Regions from separate parts of the Sus scrofa genome. Here regions 1, 2, 3 and 4 are each linked to region 5. Evidence: chromatin contacts called from public HiChIP or PLAC-seq data. All regions are on one chromosome and are shown on one strand. Each heading gives the region's core, a stretch centred on a gene start, on an enhancer-like site or on the middle of the called end of the contact. The rest is flanking DNA. Distances are from core to core; before and after follow the strand shown. Region 1 overlaps LOC110260300 (a long non-coding RNA gene). Region 2 overlaps RCSD1 (RCSD domain containing 1). Region 3 holds the start of CREG1 (protein CREG1). Region 4 overlaps LOC110260300 (a long non-coding RNA gene). Region 5 has its middle 93 kb from the start of POU2F1.

The links. HiChIP or PLAC-seq counts read pairs in DNA pulled down with a chosen protein or histone mark.
Region 1: a contact with region 5 is called in an H3K27ac HiChIP or PLAC-seq map of alveolar macrophages. The contact joins two enhancer-like sites. A contact is called at or near these places in 2 of 2 datasets of contacts at active chromatin or transcription factors (alveolar macrophages and skeletal muscle).
Region 2: a contact with region 5 is called in an H3K27ac HiChIP or PLAC-seq map of alveolar macrophages. The contact joins two enhancer-like sites. A contact is called at or near these places in 1 of 47 Hi-C or Micro-C datasets (embryonic fibroblasts) and 1 of 2 datasets of contacts at active chromatin or transcription factors (alveolar macrophages).
Region 3: an H3K27ac HiChIP or PLAC-seq map of alveolar macrophages shows a contact between it and region 5. The contact joins the promoter of CREG1 here to the enhancer-like site in region 5. A contact is called at or near these places in 3 of 5 promoter capture datasets (fetal liver, fetal skeletal muscle and liver), 8 of 47 Hi-C or Micro-C datasets (alveolar macrophages, embryonic fibroblasts, fetal liver and 4 more) and 2 of 2 datasets of contacts at active chromatin or transcription factors (alveolar macrophages and skeletal muscle).
Region 4: a contact with region 5 is called in an H3K27ac HiChIP or PLAC-seq map of alveolar macrophages. The contact joins two enhancer-like sites. A contact is called at or near these places in 2 of 2 datasets of contacts at active chromatin or transcription factors (alveolar macrophages and skeletal muscle).

What each region holds. Positions count from the first base shown.
Region 1 is chr4:83,411,715-83,415,741 of Sscrofa11.1, forward strand. It overlaps LOC110260300 (a long non-coding RNA gene), which reads right to left. Exons shown (of 3, transcript XR_002343362.1): 3 at 782-1,260. Among named protein-coding and RNA genes, the nearest start is that of RCSD1, 9.6 kb to the left of the region's middle. Within about 2 kb of position 1,802, at least 24 of the 83 cell types and tissues checked have an H3K27ac peak or open chromatin away from gene starts, as enhancers often do. A contact at or near this core is called in alveolar macrophages, where this site is marked.
Region 2 is chr4:83,346,737-83,350,782 of Sscrofa11.1, forward strand. It overlaps RCSD1 (RCSD domain containing 1), which reads right to left. Exons shown (of 8, transcript NM_001244462.1): 3 at 1,347-1,448. Among named protein-coding and RNA genes, the nearest start is that of TRNAP-CGG, 33 kb to the left of the region's middle. Within about 2 kb of position 1,330, at least 13 of the 83 cell types and tissues checked have an H3K27ac peak or open chromatin away from gene starts, as enhancers often do. A contact at or near this core is called in alveolar macrophages, where this site is marked.
Region 3 is chr4:83,456,539-83,460,867 of Sscrofa11.1, forward strand. It overlaps CREG1 (protein CREG1), which reads left to right and starts at 1,820. Exons shown (of 4, transcript XM_001928982.4): 1 at 1,820-2,256. The coding sequence starts at 1,903. It overlaps LOC110260300 (a long non-coding RNA gene), which reads right to left and starts at 507. Exons shown (of 3, transcript XR_002343362.1): 1 at 359-507.
Region 4 is chr4:83,427,425-83,431,703 of Sscrofa11.1, forward strand. All of the region lies in intron 2 of LOC110260300 (a long non-coding RNA gene), which reads right to left. Among named protein-coding and RNA genes, the nearest start is that of RCSD1, 25 kb to the left of the region's middle. Within about 2 kb of position 2,752, at least 21 of the 83 cell types and tissues checked have an H3K27ac peak or open chromatin away from gene starts, as enhancers often do. A contact at or near this core is called in alveolar macrophages, where this site is marked.
Region 5 is chr4:83,767,328-83,771,212 of Sscrofa11.1, forward strand. It overlaps a transcript of POU2F1 not described here. Among named protein-coding and RNA genes, the nearest start is that of POU2F1, 93 kb to the left of the region's middle. Within about 2 kb of position 2,039, at least 5 of the 83 cell types and tissues checked have an H3K27ac peak or open chromatin away from gene starts, as enhancers often do. A contact at or near this core is called in alveolar macrophages, where this site is marked.

The DNA.
Region 1 (4,027 bases), core at 552-3,051, 360 kb before region 5:
TTGCTGTGCCACAAAGGAACTTTGTGAATTTCTTTCCTAAATCTTACCACTTATCAACTGGTTTACTTGTTCTCATCCTATTGTATAACATTATAACTACTCATACTGAAGTCTTTTTCATGATTTTAAAGTTTTGAAGTATGTCATTTTTAACATTTCCTTCATTCATCTTTGCGGCTTCCTGACCTGTGAAAATATTTGAGACTTTTTCATTTCTTTTTTCTTTTCTTTCTTTCTTTTTTTTCTTTAGGGACGCACCTGTGACGTATGGAAGTTCCTAGGTTAGGGGTCGAATCGGAGCTACAGCTGCCAGCCTACGCAACAGCCACTTCATATTACTTTCATCTTGGTGTCCCCAATACCATTTAGCCCGTGAGGCCCACACAGACTCCTTATCTTGTAAGCATGTCATTTATCTGCGAAGGCATGAAATAATAGACCCTCAGACATTTGAATCATAATACAAATTAAATGTCCTGAAGGAGTATACGACTAGATGCTGCTAGGAGTTCCCGTCGTGGCACAGCGGAAATGAATCCGGCAAGGAACCATGAGGTTGTGGGGTTGATCCCTAGCCTTCCTCAATGGGTTAAGGATCTGGTGTTGCTGTGAGCTGTGGTGTAGGTTGCAGACACAGCTTGGATCCTGCATTGCTGTGGCGTAGCCCAGCAGCTCTGATTTGTCAACCCCTAGCCTAGGAACCTCCATATGCCTTGGGTGTGGCCCTAAAAAGCAAAAAAAAAAAAAAAAAAAAAAAGCAAAAAGCAAAAAAAAGACTTGATGCTGCTAGATCCTGAGGAAGGCAGGATGGACAAGGATGGAGGGTTTATGGAAGGCCTGGAGGCAGCAGGAAGAGGAAGCTGACCTGGGTTGTGTTTGGTAGACATGGGGACAGTGGGGTTCTGGGTGCCTGGAAAGGTCATGTGAGCAGGGGGCTCCAGGAGCTTAAGGAGAGGGTTCAGCTGATCAAGAGGGTTTGTCAGAGGCCAGCTTTACGTCCTTTTCAGGTTTGCAGTGTCTGCTCCAACACAGCACACATAAGTCCTTTAAGTGGGCATTAAGTTTGGAATCCATCCTTGCCTCCTTATAGGGAGCTGGCTGCTGCTGGAGTCTTGTTCTGGAAATGTTTTATGCTTGGTATTTGCCTCTGTAAAAATAGGTGACATTTGCATTTTGAAGATTACTGACCTTGAGCAGAGTTGCTTCTGATTTGTATTTTCTGTTTCTGTTTCCTTTATTGCTCATGGTGGGGATTTTAGGCTGCAATAAAGAGAAAGAGAAGGGATGAGAGTGAGTATGGACAGAGACATGAAAACCACCTACCTGTAAAGACTCTGTAGGCAAAGGGGCCAAGCTGAGGACTGGGGACTTCAGGACCCTACCACGTATGTGCTTTCTAAAGGGCAAAGTTACTGAACCATCCTCATTTTCTAGTTTGATGATAATTCTCATTAGTCACCCAGGGATGTGGCAAGGAACTCTTAATCAAAGCAACCATAAATCTAAAACCATAATGAAATGGGTTAAGCACTCAAGCTGGCCTCACACAGCCCAGTTGGCAATGAAGCAAAGGACAAAGACAGTGGCTGCTGGAAGTCATAGAGGGAGATGAATGCATCTCTGCTGTGGAAGGGGAATCTGGTGTGGGTGGCAGTGGTCTGGGAGTGGGGTGGGGGTGGGGTGGCGAAGGAATTTGCATCTCATGGCTTAATCAGATCAGAAAGCTAACATCCTGTTTTTCTGTAGGTTGGGCACATGAGTAGCTGAAAGCCTCCTCTGACCACGACCAGGCTCAGGAAGTGAGTGTCAACAGCTTTGCAGATGGGAACTCAACTCCTAGTGACCATGCCTGCAGAGGCGACCTGCCCCCACTCCGGCCAGGCCCCCTGTACTCCCTCCACCCCAATTCTAGAACTCCAGACTTCACCCCCTCCTCCCCAGAGACTTATCAACAGGAAGTTAAGTCAGCTGGAACACTCCGTTCCCTTGACATTTTTGTTTTAATTTTGCAGCTGTGTTTAAGGCTTCATGAATTATCTCTCTGGCTCTGTGTCTTGGGTCTGTCTGTCTGTCTGCCTGGTGCTTTTTCTCTCACATCCACGCACCAAGTCATGATTATCACAAGGCTGATGGACCAAAATGAGTACTAGGGTTGGTAAGAAGGACGTGGGGGTGGGTAAAAAAGCATTTTAGGGACTGTAATACTAGCTGACAATGAGCTACGGAAGGTGACCATTTGCACAGGGACCATTACTGAGGAGAAGCTGTAAATGCTGAGGAGGAATTCCTAACTGTGTGCATCCTTCCTTCCTCATCCTTCCTCATCCCTTCATAGAGCTTATCTCTCTCTCACATCAGAGTGATGTGTGGGCATGTCTTCCCAATACAGTATAGTGCCCACTCAGCAGATGCCTTATTCACACTCATTCTCTCCTAAGAAGCAGTTGGTAAATAAATGAATGAAGCTTCTCTCCTTCCTTTTATCCCAAGTTAGCTTATCATTTAAAAAAACCAAGACACAGCTTTCAAGTGCAACCTGTTCCACTCAAGGCGATATCTCTAAATCTCTTGTGGCTACAATTACACAGTACCTTACATGCTAAAAGTCTATTTTTTATTCATAGTACATTTTTCTGAGATTCATCAGGGCATTATTTTGTTCTATCCTGATTGCTTTTATCTTTCTTTCTTTTTTTCCTATTGCCTCTCATTCAAGTCTTGAGGGAAAGGACCTCTAAACCTAAGAGACCCTGAATCTTCAAAGAAGGAAAGTGGTGATTATTTTCTCTCCAAAGTCTCTCCAAGAGTGTCCTCCATTCACTGTAGTAGTTTTCCATCGAACTCACATGTGTAAACTGCCAGTGTTGGTTTTAAAGGTCCATGTGAAGCAAATGATTTATAGTCACGCAGGTTGGATATGCTTTGTCAATTCCTACCCTTGAAACCTAAGTCCGAGAAAACGTAGCTCATAAGACAGTAACAGTCTCCACAAACTACATCTAGAAAATCCATATACAAATCTTCTGATACTAGTTGGTAATCCTGAGCTATCATTTCAAACACCTGCCCAAATTTGATATTTCAAAATCAGTCCAGGAATCACACACATATATATAGTTTGTTTTTTTGGTTATTTTTAGGGCTGTGCTTGTGGGATATGGAGGTTCCCAGGCTAGGGGTCCAATCGGAACTGTAGCTGCCAGCCTGTGCCACAGCAACAGCAACACAGGGTCGAGCTGCAGCTCATAGCAATGCTGGATCCTTAGCCCACTAATCAAGGCTAGGGACCGTACCCACATCCTCATGGCTACTAGTTGGGTGCTTAACCTGTTGAGCCATAATGGGAATTCCAGGAATCCTATATTTTAAAAAGCAACCTATATGAAGCCCACAATGAACATTATACTCAACAAGAAAAACATAAAACTTTCTAAGATCAGGAGAAATGCAAGTTTGCCCACTCTTGCTACTTGTATTTAACACAGTACTGGAAATTCTGGCCAGAGCAATTAGGTAAGGAAAAGAAATAAAAGGCATCCAAATTGGAAACAAAGAAGTAAAATTATCTTTGTTTGCGGATGACATGATCTTACATAGAGTTTTCTAAAGACCCCACACATTTCTTTATTGAAACTAATAAATGAATTCAGCAAAGTTGCGGGATACATAATCAACATACAAAAATAAGTTTCGGAGTTCCCATTGTGGCATCTCCGATGTGACCCCTAGCCTGGGAACCCCCATATGCTGAGGGAATAGCCCTAAAAAGACAAAAAACAAAAACAAAAACAAAACAAAAAACCGAAAACATATGTCTTTACTGGCATAAAGACAGACACGTGCACCAATGGAACAGAACAGAGAGCCCAGAAATAAACCTTTGTGTTTATAGTCAAATGATCTTCAATAGGATGCTTCAAAAGAACAGTCTCTTAACAAAATGGTGTTTTTGGATATTCAGAAGCAAATCACTGATGTTAGACCCTTAACTGATACCACATACATTAATTAACTCAAAATAAGTCTT
Region 2 (4,046 bases), core at 80-2,579, 420 kb before region 5:
AATCAGGCAACAAGGAGGAAGAGGAAGGAGGTGGAAACTGGTTTGAGGAATGTTTCCAGATGTCTGGAGGAGAAAAGAATGGAGGGAGGAATTGCATGTCTTTGTGACTGCAGATTAATTTTATAAATTCTTGTGAACTGTCTGCCCATTTTGACTTTCCATTTTGACTTTCCATTTTGACTGGAGCATCCTCTTTTTTTGAGATTCATCAGCCTGAAGTAACATCTCAAAATGACACTCACATCCAGCTTCCAAGCATTGCCATCACCTTAGATCAATAACATCTCCTTCATCCTTTATGATATTCCTGTGATGTCTAGAAATTATAGACCTATTCTTCAGATGGGAAAATAAAAACGCAAAACGACACACCTAAAAAAGCATGATAATTACATTCTCTTTTGCCCCAAGGGGTCATGAGAGACCTCCCCCCACATTGAGGTGCCCTTCCTTCGTTTCACTTCTAAAGAGCTCCTCGGATTGTAGGACTCAAGGAAATCTAGCCCAAATCTCTCTAATGCTTCAAAGCCCCTTTTGAAACTGTCCTCTTCAGCAGGATTGTAGAATCCACTGGACCCTGATCCCTTTCCTTCTCGATGCCTGGCTTTCAGTCTGAATGTGCTTCCGTTTAAGTCTCCTGTTTAATTCTTTCCAATTCTCCATCTGGAATCTACCCTTGCTCTGGATTCCTGAGCTCCAGCCAGGAGCCTGTTGTGGGGACTCCTTTATTTTGAACTAGTCCAGGGAGTTCCCATTGTGGCTCAGCAGTAACAAACCTGACTGGTATCCATGAGGACGTGGGTTTGATCCCTGGCCTCGCTCAGTGTTAAGAGTCTGGAGTTGCCATAAGCTGTGATGTAAGTTGCAGATGTGGCTTATATCCCAGGTTGCTGTGGCAGCTGGCAGCTACATCTCCAATTTGACCCCTAGCCTGGGAACCTCCATATGTTGCAGGTGTGGCCATAAAAAGACCAAAAAAAAAAAAAAAAAAAGAGCCAGTCTAGGCCTGGCACAGCTGTGCAAGATCTAAGTCTCAGTGGATGGACAATCAAGGTGGGCAAGCCCTGGGTTCCAGACTCCCCTCTCTGGCAGCTGGCTCTTTCAGTTTTCAGCCCCATTTCTGCTCCCTTCTGGCTGGAGTGTAAGCCTGGCTCTGGTGGGGAAAGATCCTGCCCAGGCCCAGCAGCATGGCGACATTCCTCGCATTCAGAGAGACCCCTCTCTGGCTTCTCTTCCTAATTTGGTAATTACCAAGCCTCCTCCCTCCCTCTCCTCTGGGCCTGACCCAGACTTCCCCTTCCTCCAGCCCCCTCCCAGGAGAGGGGCTCTGAAGCCGCCTGACTCACCTCCTTTGCAGCGGCTGCCTGTTCCCTAAACCGCCCAGCCAGCTGGGCCACCGAGGGGAGCGCCGAGTCGTCCACATTGGCGTTGGTCTCTGCTGGCCTTTCCTGGCAAAGCGAGGGGAAACAGAAGTTAACCAGCAAATAGGCACTTGGCACTGCTGAGCGAGGGCACTGGGTAGCACGCAAGGTGCTTGTTATGTGGCCACAAGCAGGGGATGCCGCAACAGGGAGGTCTTTAAGAGCATCTTGCAATTGGCTCCTGCATTCAAAGATTTAAAAAGCCCATCAGTCAACTGCATTTAGGGAATATTTACATGGTTCTTGGCCCTGGGTGTGGCTCTGCAGATCTGGAAAGGAACCAGAGGTGGTACGTCCTGGGGGCTAGGGGGATGCCCAGGGATCTGGGAGGCAGGACAAGGTTGGGTTCCTCATTCCAGCCTGGAAAGGGTTCTACAGTGATAGCATCTTTCCTTGGGTAGATGGGGCTTCAAAAACTGGAGGTTTGACCGAATGCACTGGAAAGAGAGGCCTGTAATTTTAAGTAATGGCATGAACAAATGCCCTTTATTGAATTTTCGCAAGTATTTCTGTGTTTTGTCTCCCCTACTTAATTGAGTGCCTTAGGCATAGAAAATGCTCAGAAAATATTTGTTGAATGAATAATAAATAACATGAGAGGCAGGTAGCATGGTGGATGAGAACCAGATTGTTTGGACTCGACCCTGGAGCAGCTGCATCTCTTCCTAGCTCAGTGACTTTGGGCAATTGGCTTTACCATTCTGTACCTTGACAGGTGGGTTAAATGATTTACTACATTATCTAAAGTGAGGGGACAAGGCCTAAGACATAAAAAGAGCTTTAGAAGGGTTGTTATTAAAACAGGCAATGGGGTCCTTCCAAGAACCTTCACGATGACTTTGGGTAGGTAATTGCATATTGCATTACATTCTCCCCAGTGCCCTCACTGAGGAAGACTCGCCCCTTTTACTGTTCTTTTCCTTTTTGGCAGTACCCATGGCATGTGGAAATTCCCAGGCTAGGGATTGAACCTGCGCCACAGCAGTGACAGCGGATCCTTAACCTGCTAAGCCACAAGAGAACTCCTGTCCCGGGAGTTCCCGTTGTGGCGCAGTGGTTAACGAATCCGACTAGAAACGATAAGGTTTCAGGTTCGATCCCTGGCCTTGCTCATTGGGTTAAGGAGCCGGCATTGCCGTGAGCTGTGGTGTAGGTTGCAGATGAGGCTCGGATCCTGAGTAGCTGTGGCTCTGGCATAGGCCAGCAGCTATAGCTCCAATTAGACCCCTAGCCTGAGAATCTCCATATGCTGCAGGAGTGGCCCTAGAAAAGGCAAAAAGGCAGAAAGATAAAAAAAAAAAAAAGACAAACAAACAAAAAAAAAAGAACTCCTGTTCTGTTCCTTTTTGCCTCGAGTTTTCTCCAAGCTGGTTACCAACTGGCTATCACACCCCTGCTCCACCACCAATGCAGTCAGCGGTTTCCTGTGGACTTCCCTCCCTCAAGGTGCTTCCAGGCCCCCTGAAGAGGCCAGGATGCTCCATGGCCACCAAGACACACATGGTGAATCATCAAGTGCTGGAAATGACCACCTCAACTCTGCCTTGTTACACGTGTCCTATGGAAGCACCTGTTTTTTTTTTTTTTTTTTTTTTTTTATGGCCATGCCCATAGTGTATGGAGGTTCCTAGGCTAGGGGTCGAATCAGAGCTGTAGCCGCTGGCCTATACCACAGCCACAGCTATGCCAGATCTGAGCTGTGTCTGCGACCTGCACCACAGCTCATGGCAATGCCAGGTCCTTAACCCACTGTGCAAGGCCAGGGATTGAACCTGCATCCTCATGGATACTAGTCTGATTCGTTTCCACTGAGCCATAATGGGAACTCCCTGGAAGCATCTGGTTTTAATAACCTTTTTTTTAAGTGTCCAGCCCCAGAGATATTCCTCTTTGGGTTTTAGTGCCATTTCTTACACAGACTGCAAACTCCCCCTCCAATCCCTCTGCTCACTCCTAGCCTGCAACTGGAAGGATTTGGGTAGCAGTTTGCCTGAGAAAGTCCATCTCTGTCTTTGCACTCAGCTCATGGCCTTCAAAGACTAGGCATGCTCCTTTACAACTGTAAGCTTGCACTCCTGTACACCACACACACACACACACACACACACACACACTCTTCCTAGGCCCTCCTTTGTGTGCTATAAATGTCTCTAAGCTTTCTTATTTGGGTGCTCCCTCTAAAGCAAATGTTAGATTGAATCCCTAGCCTGGGAGCCTCCATATGCCAGAAATGCGGCCATGAAAAAGCAAATAATAATAATAATAAAAATAGAAAAATAAATAAAGCCAATGTTACTGGTCATGCCATGATGCTGCCTCTCCTTGGAGAAGGGCGGGGGCGGATGCCCGCAGCTTCACCCTCCACCCCAGCTGATCTCAGGCAGGCAATGAAGTTGAGTAAGTGAAGACAAAGCTTTGTGAAGAGGGCTTTGCTTAGAGATAGGAAAGGACTGCTGGGGCCACAGACCTTCTGATCTGTGAACAGGCTCTTCCGGAGGAAAAGACAGGTCCCTCTCTACTGCTTCCTGTTGTAATTCAGGTTTATCCCTATTCTGACTTGAATGTCAAATGCTGATTCCACATAAACATATAAAAGGATCCACCTCTCTTCAAGATGTGGAGTCC
Region 3 (4,329 bases), core at 570-3,069, 310 kb before region 5:
ACTAAATTTGAAACTCCTTTCCTTAAAAGATTAAGGATGAAATATTTGTAACTGGCACGCACACAAGCTATTTGTATTAAACATTCATTTTGAAAATGAGAAACCTGATTTTTCTCCTAAGTCTTTCCCACTTAGTTTTCCATCTAGCTGACGCTCTCCCAAATTCAGTTGTTGAAAAGGAAATCAAAATTTAGTATCTATGAGACATGGAGGCTCAGTAAACTTTTTGTAATAATTATTTCATGATGTATGGCAGTTAAATCATTATGCTGTACACCTTAAACTTATGCAGTGCTTTATGTCAATTACATCTCAGTTAAACTGGAAAGAAAAAAAAAGGAAGCCAACTTTGACTTACCTGAATATGCAAGTGGTGTGTGTAACATCCTTTGGCCACCAGAAGGCACTGCAGGTTCCTCCTCAGAGTAAATGGTGTCCTTTCTGTACCCAAGTTCTTTTCTTTCTTTTTTTTTTTTTGTCTTTTGTCTTTTTTGTTGTTGTTGCTATTTCTTGGGCCGCTCCCGCGGCATATGGAGGTTCCCAGGCTAGGGGTCAAATCGGAGCTGTAGCCTCCGGCCTACACCAGAGCCACAGCAACGCGGGATCCGAGCCGCGTCTGCAACCTACACCACAGCTCATGGCAACGCCGGATCGTTAACCCACTGAGCAAGGGCAGGGACCGAACCCGCAACCTCATGGTTCCTAGTCGGATTCGTTAACCACTGCGCCACGACGGGAACTCCATGTACCCAAGTTCTGGCTGAGTAGCCTGAGAACCTTCCAGGCTCAATGTGGGGAAGCCGAGTTGGAGACCGGAAATGGAGGCGGGGCTTCAGTTCACACACCTGTGGCCCACACCTGCCTGCTCAGGTGACTGGTCCGGGGCCCCAAGTTACTTCACCTTTGTTGAACACCTCAGCCTCTGAAGGCTGCTTATACCAGAGCCAGGTTTAGAAACTGACAACCTCCTGCCCCAGCACCACCACACTGGCCTTTATAACAATGATTAAAGTAGGGGCGTGAGGCCAGGTCAAAATAATGAGGATTCGCTATGAGGAGGTGTGATTAAAGCTTATAATTATAAGGCGGGCACATCAGGTGGTATGAGCCTACTTGCCAATTGCCAGAGTATCAGAAAGAGGAGGCACCCCTGGAAAAACGGAAGAGACTTTCTTAGGAGGAGCAAAGGGAAACGCCACGTACATGAGGTGAGGGATGAGCAAAAGCAAGACATCTGTGAAACCACAGTCCCCGAGCCTTATAACCACGGTCCACAACTGGTTTCAATGAGTTCAAATACGTGCATGGAATCCTGACAATCCCCTGGTATCTCTGAGGGACTCCCGGGCCAGGAGTAATAAGTTATTGAGGTGTTAAACTTTGGGGCTTCTGTTTTCCCCCTGGGACCCTTGCTGCTCTTTGGTCTTTACTCTTTATAGTGGAGTAACCAGACAGTGAAGTAAACAGACAAGAGGAGCATGTGAAGAAAACACAGCATTTCCTCTCAGATGCCAGGTAGCCAAATCCAAAGGTATTAAAGGAAGGGGGTGTGTGTGAAGAGACTGGTCCTTTCCTAGGAATATGACTTAGGCAAGCTGCTTAATTTCTCTAAGCCTCTGCTTTTCCTCGGTCCAAAACGACCACCCCCTTTAGGAAGATTTCGCAATCCTGTCAGAGCGGCGGGGCGGAGCTGCAGGAAGGTGGGTAAACAGCTTCCTCGCAGCACGTTGCGGGGGCGGGCCGAGGGACACGCCCTCTCCGCCCATCACCCCCGTACTCCCATTGGTCCTCTTCGGAAGGGGCAGGATCGGTTTGCCCCGCGATGGGCGGGGCCCGGGCGCGCACGCCTAGTCTTGGGACCCGGTAGGCCCCGGACGCGGAACTTTTGCTGGAGTCGCGGACATGGATGGTCGTGCCCGCGGGTCTGCGCGCGCCGTGCTCGCCTTCCTGCTGGCTCCCGCGCTGGTGGCCTTGTTGGTGACACCAGCGCGTGGCCGAAGCGGCCAGGGCCACGGGCACTGGGACGCCACCGGGCTGCTGCCGCCGCTCCCGCCCCGCGAGAATGCGGCGCTTGTGGCCCGCTTCGTGACGAACCTCTGCGACTGGGGCGCGCTGGCCACCATCTCCACGCAGGAGGGGGTGCGGGGCAGGCCCTTTGCCGACGTCTTATCTCTCAGCGACGGCCCCCCAGGCAAGGGCACCGGCGTCCTGTACTTCTATCTTAGCCCGTTGCAGCAATCAGTAGGCAACTTGCAGGTGAGCGGGAGGGGCCGTGTGGCACCGCGGGCCGAAGCGCGAGCCTTTTGACTGTCGCTTAAATTCTGTTGAGGAAGGAGAGCCGGCCTCGTAGAGATAAGAATTTGAACGTAGGCCAAACCTACCTCTTCTTTCCCGAGCTGGCTAGGCGAGCATTGCAGCTTTTCTATTGCTGGGCAGCTAAATATCAGGAATTTCACACACGCCCTCGCCACTGCGCAATGCACTTCTAGTGAATTCTCTACCAGCACCTGGAGGACTTCTCACCTGGGGTCGTTTTGGGTTACGGTGTCTCACTGAACTCTTATTAAAAGTTTTACAGGGTGTGGAGACTTTTGGGTAGTTTAGCACTTAGTATAACTGGCTTTGGGATTTCTCTTTCTTATCCCTCCTTTGAATTAAGAATTTTCCCTTCAGCAGCAAGAAGTAAATACAACATTGTGTATGATTATTGCAGTCTTTTTTTTTTTTTTTGGTCTTTTTAGGGGTGCACCCGCGGCATATGGAGGTTCCCAGGCTAGGGGTCTGCAGCTGCCAGTCTACACCACAGCAACACCAGATCCAAGCTGCATCTGTGACCTACACCACAGCTCACTGCAACCCGGATCCTTAACCCATTGAGTGGGGCCAGGGATTGAACCCACGTCTTCATGGATACTGGTTGGGTTGGTTACTGCTGAGCCACAATGAGAACTCCAGAGGTTAACACTGTTGATAATGATAAGATGAAAGAAACCTTATATTTAATATAAGGTTTGATATAACCTTGTTCCAGGCTGACCTTTTCATTCATCTTCCATTCATCGTCTCCTTTAATAACGCTTTGAAGTGGGTATTACCATCCCCATGCTGCAGATGAAGAACTTGAATTTTAGGTTATGTAACTTGCCCAAAGCCAGTGGCCACACTCCAGTTTCACCCCAGCTCTGTCGGCCTTCAAAACACAAGTCTCAGACTGGTGGCCCATGAGATGAATATGTCCCACAGGCTGGTTTTCTTTGGCCCATGCAGAGCTCTGTTTTGTTTTTAATAACTCTGAATTAGTTACCACCATTCAAAAATGGAGAGTGCAATTAAAAGTCTGTCTAATTTCTTGAAAAAATGGTAAGATCTGTGACACTGGGGGCCTGCAATCTCTGAGCAAAACCAGAAGCAGCCAAGGCACATAACATCCTTGTTCACCATTTTCTTATTCCTGGCTTGCTCCACTCCCTTAGGCATTTGCTCAGAGCAAGTTCATTCCACTCCCATCAATGATGTTCAACCTTAGCTGCAAATAGTCACCTGGGAAGTCTTAACAAAAAATGCAATGACAAGGCATTTTACTAAAAACACATATATTAAAAAAACACCCCCCAAATCCCTCCCTGATGCTTCTAATGTTGAGGGGGAGGGGAATGAGAACCACTGTTCTACATTATTACATTTAAACTTTTGCTGATATTCTCATTTTAAGAATGAGGAAACTCAAACTCAGAGGGGCAGAGACTCAACTTCTACCTAGTCTGACTAGTTACTGTCAGGTAGAACTTGAGCCCAGGCCTTTGACATCTCTAGAAAAGACAGTGGTGAGGAACTTACCCAGGATTTCAGGTCCATGATGGCAGTGAAAAGGCATAGCCACATCAGAATTAGTCTGAGTTTGATTCTGTCAATTAGCCAGTCAAAGTTGGTTTCTGACCTCTGTCTTCTTCCTGTCTACTCCTGTCCACCCTACCCACCAGATTTACAGGAACAAGATACCACTCAGCATTGCTTTCTGCCCAGAAACATTTATTTATTTATTGGCTGTGCCCATGGCAAGCAGAAGTTCCCAGGCCAGGGATCAAACCCGTGCCATAGCAGTGACAACGCTGGGTCCTTAATCAGCTGAACCATGAGACAACTCCCCAGAAAACTTTGACAACTTCTGGCTGCCTAGAGCTGCATAAAATTCACCTGGATGTTTATTAAAAGTACAGATGCCTGGGCTGGGAATGGAGCCCAGAAATCAGGACTTTTTTTTTTTTTTTTTTTTTTTCAGGCAAGTGGTTCTTGGAAAGCACTGACAGATGCCAGCCTACAAAATACAAT
Region 4 (4,279 bases), core at 1,502-4,001, 340 kb before region 5:
TTTTTTTTTCTTTTTAGGGCTGCCTGAAACATATGGAAGTTCTCTGGGCTAGAGGCTGAATAAGAGCTGCAGCTGCCAGCCTACACCACAGCCACAGCTAGGCAGGATCCAAGCTACACTGTAGCTCATGGCAACGCCGGGTCCTTAACCCACTGAGCAAGGCCAGGGATCAAACCCACATCCTCATGGATACCAGTCGGGTTTGTAACCCACTGAGCCACAATAGGAACTCCCTTAAATTATTATATAACATTCCAAGTGAGTAGTAAAATGGTTTCCCCAGCTCCTACCATCACATTCTGCATCCCTGATATCAGGAAGGAGGAGAGCGCATACCTTCATTTTAAGGGAGTGGCCTGGAGTACATAACCACCACCACAATAATTCTGAGAAGCTCTGGCATGAATTGATAGTCCATTAAGTTTTCTTTAAGGAGTCTAGATGTAAAGTCAGATTGCTTATCTTAGAGCCATAACTCTGTCTCTCACGTGTGATCTTGGTTAGTTGTTAAGTTCTCTGAATCTCAATCTTTCCCCCCCTCTCTGTACAACTGGGTAATTGTAATTAGTTGGCTTAACTCACTGGGATGTTGGGAGGCCTTTGAGAGCCTAGGCAAGCCTTTTTTCGTGAGGTCACATGAAAAAAGTGAAGTGCTACTGCATTAGGAACACCCAGATGTAGTTTTCTGTTTCTATTTTTTAAAAATTGTGGACACTTGGTGCTGGCTCCTCAGCTTGATTTAGGGTGAAAACCACATATCTGAAATGTCTTTGTATTTCCACTCACAGGGGAATACTTTGGTGTGTGCTATTTGATTCTCCTGGTTAGGCTGCCCTGCTGTGACCAAGTGCCTCTCCCCAGGCGCCTGGGCTCCCATCCTCCCCTGGGGTGAAGGTCATTGGTACCTGGCCCCACTGGCTCTCTCTGAGCTCTAATCATGTGGCTGATGATGGCCCTGAAACTTATTCCTCACAAAGTGGATTTGGGTGGAGACCTGGAACAGAACTGGCAGGAAACCAGCCAACAGCCCCCAGTGATGCCAATCTGAGCAGTTTCTCCCCACCCTGCCTGCAACAAACCACAAAAGGCAGGCTTGGCATCCTTTGCATCCCTAGTTGAGCTTGTATGACAGTCTACAGTGTGTGTCAGTTATAGCGAACCTGTTCTTATCTATCAGCCTCTAAGCCTCTCAAGGAAGGAAGGAAGGAAATCTTTTCTCAGCATCTATTATGTTGCAGGCACAAAGACAACTTGTCCACATTTATTTCTCACTGCCAACAGATATTATGCCTTCCTTATTGATAGATGAGGAGTGGGAGGTTGAAATCTGCCTTGCTCAGTACTACACAGTCATCAAGGGGAAGAGGCAAGATTTGAACCCAAGACCTCTGACACTAAGTCTGGCTCTCATTCTACTGTAGCATGATTAATTTTATTACAGTTGAGTGTGAAAGGGTACAAACCACACGGTCAGTCATTGGATCCTCCACTCAGTATAAGCATGATTTTCTGTACATAGTAAGGACTCAAAAGAGTTGGAATGAATGGCATTTTCACCATTTTACCTCTGGCATTACACAACCCAGTTCCTGACGGGTGAAACAGGTCATTATAGTACTTATTGGATATATTTAAGTTGTTGGAGTGATACTTTTTTTTGGATTGATATTTTTATTTATTATTTATTTTTGTCTTTTTGTCTTTTCTAGGGCCGTACCTGTGGCATATGGAGGTTCCCAGGCTAGGGGTCGAATCAGAGCTGTAGCCACTGGCCTACGCCAGGGCCACAGCAACACAGGTCTGAGCCGTGTCTGTGACCTACATCACAGCTCACAGCAACACCAGATCCTTAACCCACTGAGTGAGGCCAGGGATCGAACCTGCAACCTCATGGTTCCTAGTTCAATTTGTTAACCACTGAGCCATGAGGGGAACTCCAAGGATTGATATATTTAAAAGAATCATAGTTGAGTTGAAGGTAAAAACACCCTGCAAATCGTAGCTGAGTTGAAGGTAAAAATACATTGTAAAGCCCCCATGGGACTAGGGTTTTTATGCAGGTAAAACAAGTAAATGAAGTCAAGGAAAAAGTTGTCCTGGACACACCTGTTCTCTGGCTTCTTGGCAGAATCTGAGTAGGAGTTACTCAAGGGACTACTGTGGCTGTTATCTGAGTCACACTCACAGGCATGAATCTGTGGCAAAAGCAGATGGCACTTCTAGCAGGCATCACCCAGAGGAGAGAACTTCTCAGGATGTATGTCCATGGCAACCATCCATCCTGGGTTTCCTGGCATGGTCCAATTTCAGGTCTTTTGTCTGAAAGTCCTTAGAATGGCACGTGTCCCGCTTGGGTAATGAATTCTACTTTTGAATATGGAAAATATGGTTACAGCAGGCACGTGGAAAGTGCCTTTTATTGCTTCCTGCTGGCAGATCAAAAGCAGAGGGGTTGGACCACACCAAGACAGCCTGTTTTACCCAGGCAAAGGGAGAGACCCAGGGGTTCATGAGTGTTTTGTTCTTCTGTGCAGGTCAGGAAGCCAGGGGGAGGCTACTGATAGGGAAAGCCAGCCAGGGCTGAGCAGGGCTGTGTCTTGAGAACTGGGTCCTAGAAAAGGCAAAGACAGTGGTGGCAGGAAACAAAAGAAGCAGAGGCAGAAATTGCTTTTTTGTTGCACAAAGGAAGGAGGTGACCCAAGGCTCCTTGTGACACAGGAAGAAACATATTTGGGGAAGTGAGAGCCTCTCCCCACACATCCCTTCAGATTAGAGGCGAATTATGGGTGGCCTTAGGGCAAGCAAGAGGCTCTTGTGGTTCTGGCTCTTTCTATACCCCAGGTGGGTGGGATCACTTGTTGGTAAAGGTGCCTCTCAGCAGCATGTTAAAACCAAGCTCAGGAGTTCCTATTGTGGCTCAGCAGAAATGAATCTGACTAGCATCCATGAGGATGCAGGTTTGAATCCTGGGTTAAGGATCCAGCATTGCCGTGGTGTAGGTCACAGATGTGGCTTTGGATCTGGCATTGCTGTGGCTGTGGTGTAGGCCAGTGGCTACAGTTTCGATTTGACCCCTAGCCTGGGAACATCTATTTGCTGCAAGAAAAGAAAAACAAACAAACAACAAACAAAAAACAAGCTCAAAGCCTATTTATTTTCTGGGATCAGTCCATTAAGGGCCACCTCCTCATTCCCCTGTCCTCCCACCCAGTCAGGCAGGTCCCTATGACTTAAGCCTTGAGCTAGGACTTAAGTCTCATCCTGCTTTTCTAATCAGCCTCAAAGCCTGGGGCACATCATTCGCCCCCTCTGGCCTCTGTTTTTTTCCAAAGAGGAGTAGAGAAGACTGACAGAACTGTCTCTAATGCTTACTAGAGACAGTTTGGTTACTTTGCCTTGAGGTGACTCAACTAGCTGACTCCACATTTAAAAAGCTTGAGGAGTTCTGTTGTGACACAGTGGAAGAAAATCTGGCCAGTATCCATGAGGATACAGGTTCGATCCCTGGTGTTGCTCAGTGGGTTGGAGATCTGGTGTTGCTGTGAGCTATGGTGTAGGTACACCCCTAGCCTGGGAACTTTCATATGCTGAGGGTGTGGCCCTAAAATAAATAAATAAATAGCTTGAAAGTATTCATTTTCCTTAGTGCAATAAAATCTCTGTGATTCTACACATTTCATTCACTCATTCATTCACTTAAACATGTATTAAGCACATTTTATGTCAGCTGTGATTAAGTAACAAATAGCAATAACTTCTGCCTAAGTCTCTGCTATGTGCTACACACTGTTAGATGCTTTAGACTGATCATTCCATTTAATCCTCTTACAGCTCTATGAGATAATGCTTTCATTTTTATTTTTTAATTTTTTTTAAATTTTTTTTAAAATTTTTTTTGTCTTTTGTTGTTGTTGTTGCTATTTCTTGGGCCGCTCCCACGGCATATGGAGGTTTCCAGGCTAGGGGTTGAATCGGAGCTGTAGCCACCGGCCTACGCCAGAGCCACAGCAACGCGGGATCCGAGCCGCATCTGCAACCTACACCACAGCTCACGGCAACGCCGGATTGTTAACCCACTGAGCAAGGGCAGGGACCGAACCCGCAACCTCATGGTTCCTAGTCGGATTCGTTAACCACTGCGCCACGACGGGAACTCCTGCTTTCATTTTTAGACTAAGAAGAGTTTAGGTAACTTGCTCCAGTTCGTATCTTTGATTCTAGGTCAGACTCCAAAGCTGGTGTGTGGTTTTTGTTTAGTTTAGTTTATTTGTTTGTTTTG
Region 5 (3,885 bases), core at 789-3,288:
GCACATGGGAATGTATAACCTGCAGTACGATGTCCCATGGAATCAATCTAAAAGCTACAGCTTCTTCTCTACAGCAGCACAAGTAATAATATTGCAGATTTTACTCTTGTGCTCACTGAAGAAAAATTATTACAGTACTTTAAAAATGCTTCTGCTACCAATTTGTTACTTCACACAGCACCCCTCTAACACTGGTATTATCACTATTTTATTGTTGAAACAACTATAGCAGCCAAGCAAAAGTGAGATGTCTAGAATTTAGTGTTCAGATTCAATGCTCAGTCCAAACACAGTGGCATGAGCATAAATCTCAATCCTATTATTTGTATGTTTATCACACATTTACTTCAGTAAAACTTTTTGTGATTTTTACAATAAACTTGTTACCTCATAAGAGTCAACCAAAACACGTTGAAACTGAATTCATTGCCTATTCCCCCAAACGGCTCCCACTTCCAACTTCTCTACCTCTGTTCATAGCATTGCTTTAGATAATCTAAACTCAAAACTTTGATATTGCCTTTGACTCTAATTAGCTGCTAACGACTTTAAATTAAGGGCTTTGATCATAGCTCCGTCCAGAACAAAAAGTTCAATGATTCCTTACAGTCAAGCAAATGAAATCCAAACTCCTACACTATCAACACAGCACTCAGAGCTCTCCACAAGAGAGTTGCAACCTGCCTTCCACCACTCTCCAATATACAGCCTTAGTGATAGCTGGCCTGGAAGACTTACTATTTCCCAAATACACTTAGTGCTTATTAAACGCATGACCTGTGAAAGTCACTTAATCTGAGCTTTATTTTACTCAGCTATAAAATGGGTATAATAATACTTGTCTGAAAGGAGCAAATGAAAATGCTGCTATAAATTTTAAGGTACTATAAAAATACAGACAGTATCATTATGTCATAGTTATAATAATTTTATTTACACTTGCCTTGCTTCAGAAAGGATATATGGTAGCCCACATAAAACACAAAATAACAGAAGCTTAAAAATGAAAGCAATAAATGAAATACAAAACCAAAAGTAAGGACCTAAAACGATACTGGGAATGAGGCTAAAAAAAAAAATGGATACCACAAGTGCCTCTTCAGGTTAATAACTTGGTCTAAACACTGTAGTCTGATTTGAAAAGGAAACAGGGAGTTCCTGTTGTGGCTCAGCGGTAATGAATCCAACTAGTATCCATGAGGACATGGGTTCAAACCCTGGCCTTGCTCAGTGGGTTAAGGATCCGACGTTGCCATGAGCTGTGGTGCTGTGCTGTAGGTCGCAGACAAGGCTTGGATCCTGTGATGCTGTGACTGTGGCTCCGACTGGACCCCTAGCCTGGGAACTTCCACATGCTGCACATGTAGCCCTAAAAAAGCCAAAAAAAAAAAAAGAAGAATAAAGAAAAGGAAATAAAGTCAATTAATTCAATGTCCAAAAGACTAGAAACAAAATCATTAGTCAGAAAAGAGTTGTTACTGTAAAAACCTGGGAAGGATTTCTCCCAAAGGTCCTTATTCTATGTGATATAACTGGACAACATTCTCGACATCCTTATTACGGATTATCTATTTCGTTATATCAATTGTTAGGTTGAAAGACTTTAGAGGCCCAGTAATTGTCTTATTATGTTTGTATCCTACAGCACTTAAAGCAATTAATCAACAAACCATATACCTCAATTTTTATACACTGGTTTCCAGGGATCCAACCTCTCCCTATTTCAAACCATCTTGCACATCACCATGCTAATTCCAGAACAAAACTTTTATCATGGGATTCCTTACTTTAAAACCTCCAAAGGCTTCTGTGCCCATAGAACAGATACCTTATTCTTTACCTATACAGCACAACCCTGAATACAACCTGCCCTGCAATGCTCTTCCCATCCCTTACCCTTTTAAATTCAGCTTAAAAATCTCACCTTCTACTAAAAGTCTTCTCTGACTAGTAGCAAAATGAGGAAGAGATGGGTGCATGGGGAAGAGGAGACTAGAAAGTCTGAAGGCTTCTGTTCTTATCCATTACTCAATCGTTAAGAGACTGTGGGCAAGTCACTAAACCACTGTGAGACTATTGCCTCATCTGTAAAGGCGTTAAGAGAGACTGTATCTAAATTATCTTCCAGCTATAAAGGTTCAGGATGCTTTGGTTCCTATATACTTGGACACACCCTGATTTGTACTCTGATCATTATTAACTATATACATTTTAATATGCAATTACTATCATCCCTTGGTATCTATAGGAAATTGGTTCCAGGATCTCTGCAAATACCAAAACCCAAGGATGCTCAAGTTCCTCATACAAAAAAAGGACATAATATTTGCATAAAACCTATGTGTACCCTCCTATATACTTTAAATCATCTCTAGATTACTTACAATACTTAGTACAATGTAAATGTTACATAAATAGTTCATGGGGTGCAGCAAATTCAAATTTTGCTTTTTGGAACTTTCTGGAATATTTCTTTCCAATATTTTAGATCTGCAGTTGGCTGAAATCACGGATGTCAAACTCACCAAAATGGAAGGCTGACTGTATATATGTGGCTTTAAAATTTTCCCTGTGTAAATTTCCCAGCCATCTTACACAGCAGTCTTATATTCTCTTGTTAGCCCCAAAGACAACTGACATCAGACCACGTACGAAGCAGCAGATAATTTTTGTAAGCTATGTTTACATAATTATTTTTAAAAGATTGATTATAATATACCGGTCTGCTGCAGTATGAATCAGCAAAAAAAAAAAAGCATTCCCCCCGGCAAGCACACTATTAAAATAAGTACACTAAAACAAGAAAATAGCTAAGTCACTTTTCCCTAAAAAATTATATTCACTCTGCGAGTTACAAAGCTATTCTGTCCAACTCTATTACCTGAGGAAGTGACTACATGTTAAAAACAACTGAGCTATTTAACATATACAACATAATGCTCACTTCCCAGGCATTCCTTCCACTGCAAAGAAAAAACTCACCAGTCCAAAAAAAAAAAAAAACACCTATCATAATTTTTTATTATTTTACTGATTTAATGGTTTAACTTTACATACTACGCTATGATTTCAACATAAAAACCAATAAAGTTACAAAGGAATTATGAAATAAATCATGTGACAAATTAAACTGTACTTGCAATGACTTTCAATCTTACAGGCTGAGTAAAGCTACTACCAAACACTCACACTGAGTTAAGTTTTGTGTTTTTCACACTGTCTTTTTAAAAATTAATATTCTGTATCTTTTTCTGGATAAGAATCTAGTTTCCTGGATAATACTTTTAAAAAGAATCTGATAAATGTAGAGGTTTGTTGAGTCTTCTTTTGTTCATTGCCAGACCTGTCTGCAAAAATCTAGGAAACACTGAAAACTTGAGTATCTGCTTAACTGGGAAAAAAATAAATAAAATCAAAGGAGTTTCTATCAGTTGCTGAGTACAAATAAGATATCCTACCAATGCTCAATAAATCAACATCCTATAGTAAAAACAGAACTCTAAAAAACACATGCATTTTATGTAAAGATAAACCACATGCATTTTATGTAAAGAGCTTCTTCAAATCAGAGGTTCCAAAACTGAAGACAATTCTCATATTCCCAATTCTAAATATACTGTACATGGATTAGTAAATCAGGCACTGGCTCCACTCATGTTATTTTTGTTTCCATTGCTTTTACTGCGGAAAGAGTTTATAGGGGCTCAGTGCCAGTTTAGAACATAGTTAGATGTATTTCACTGCAGAATAAAACCAATTTATTCCTAGGAAGAAATATAAATCTACTAAGTTATTCAATTACCTTTGTTTACAAAAATGTCGATAATGTGCAAAAAATGTTCAGCAAAAGAAAATGGATAAGGAATCCGTGAACCACAATTATTA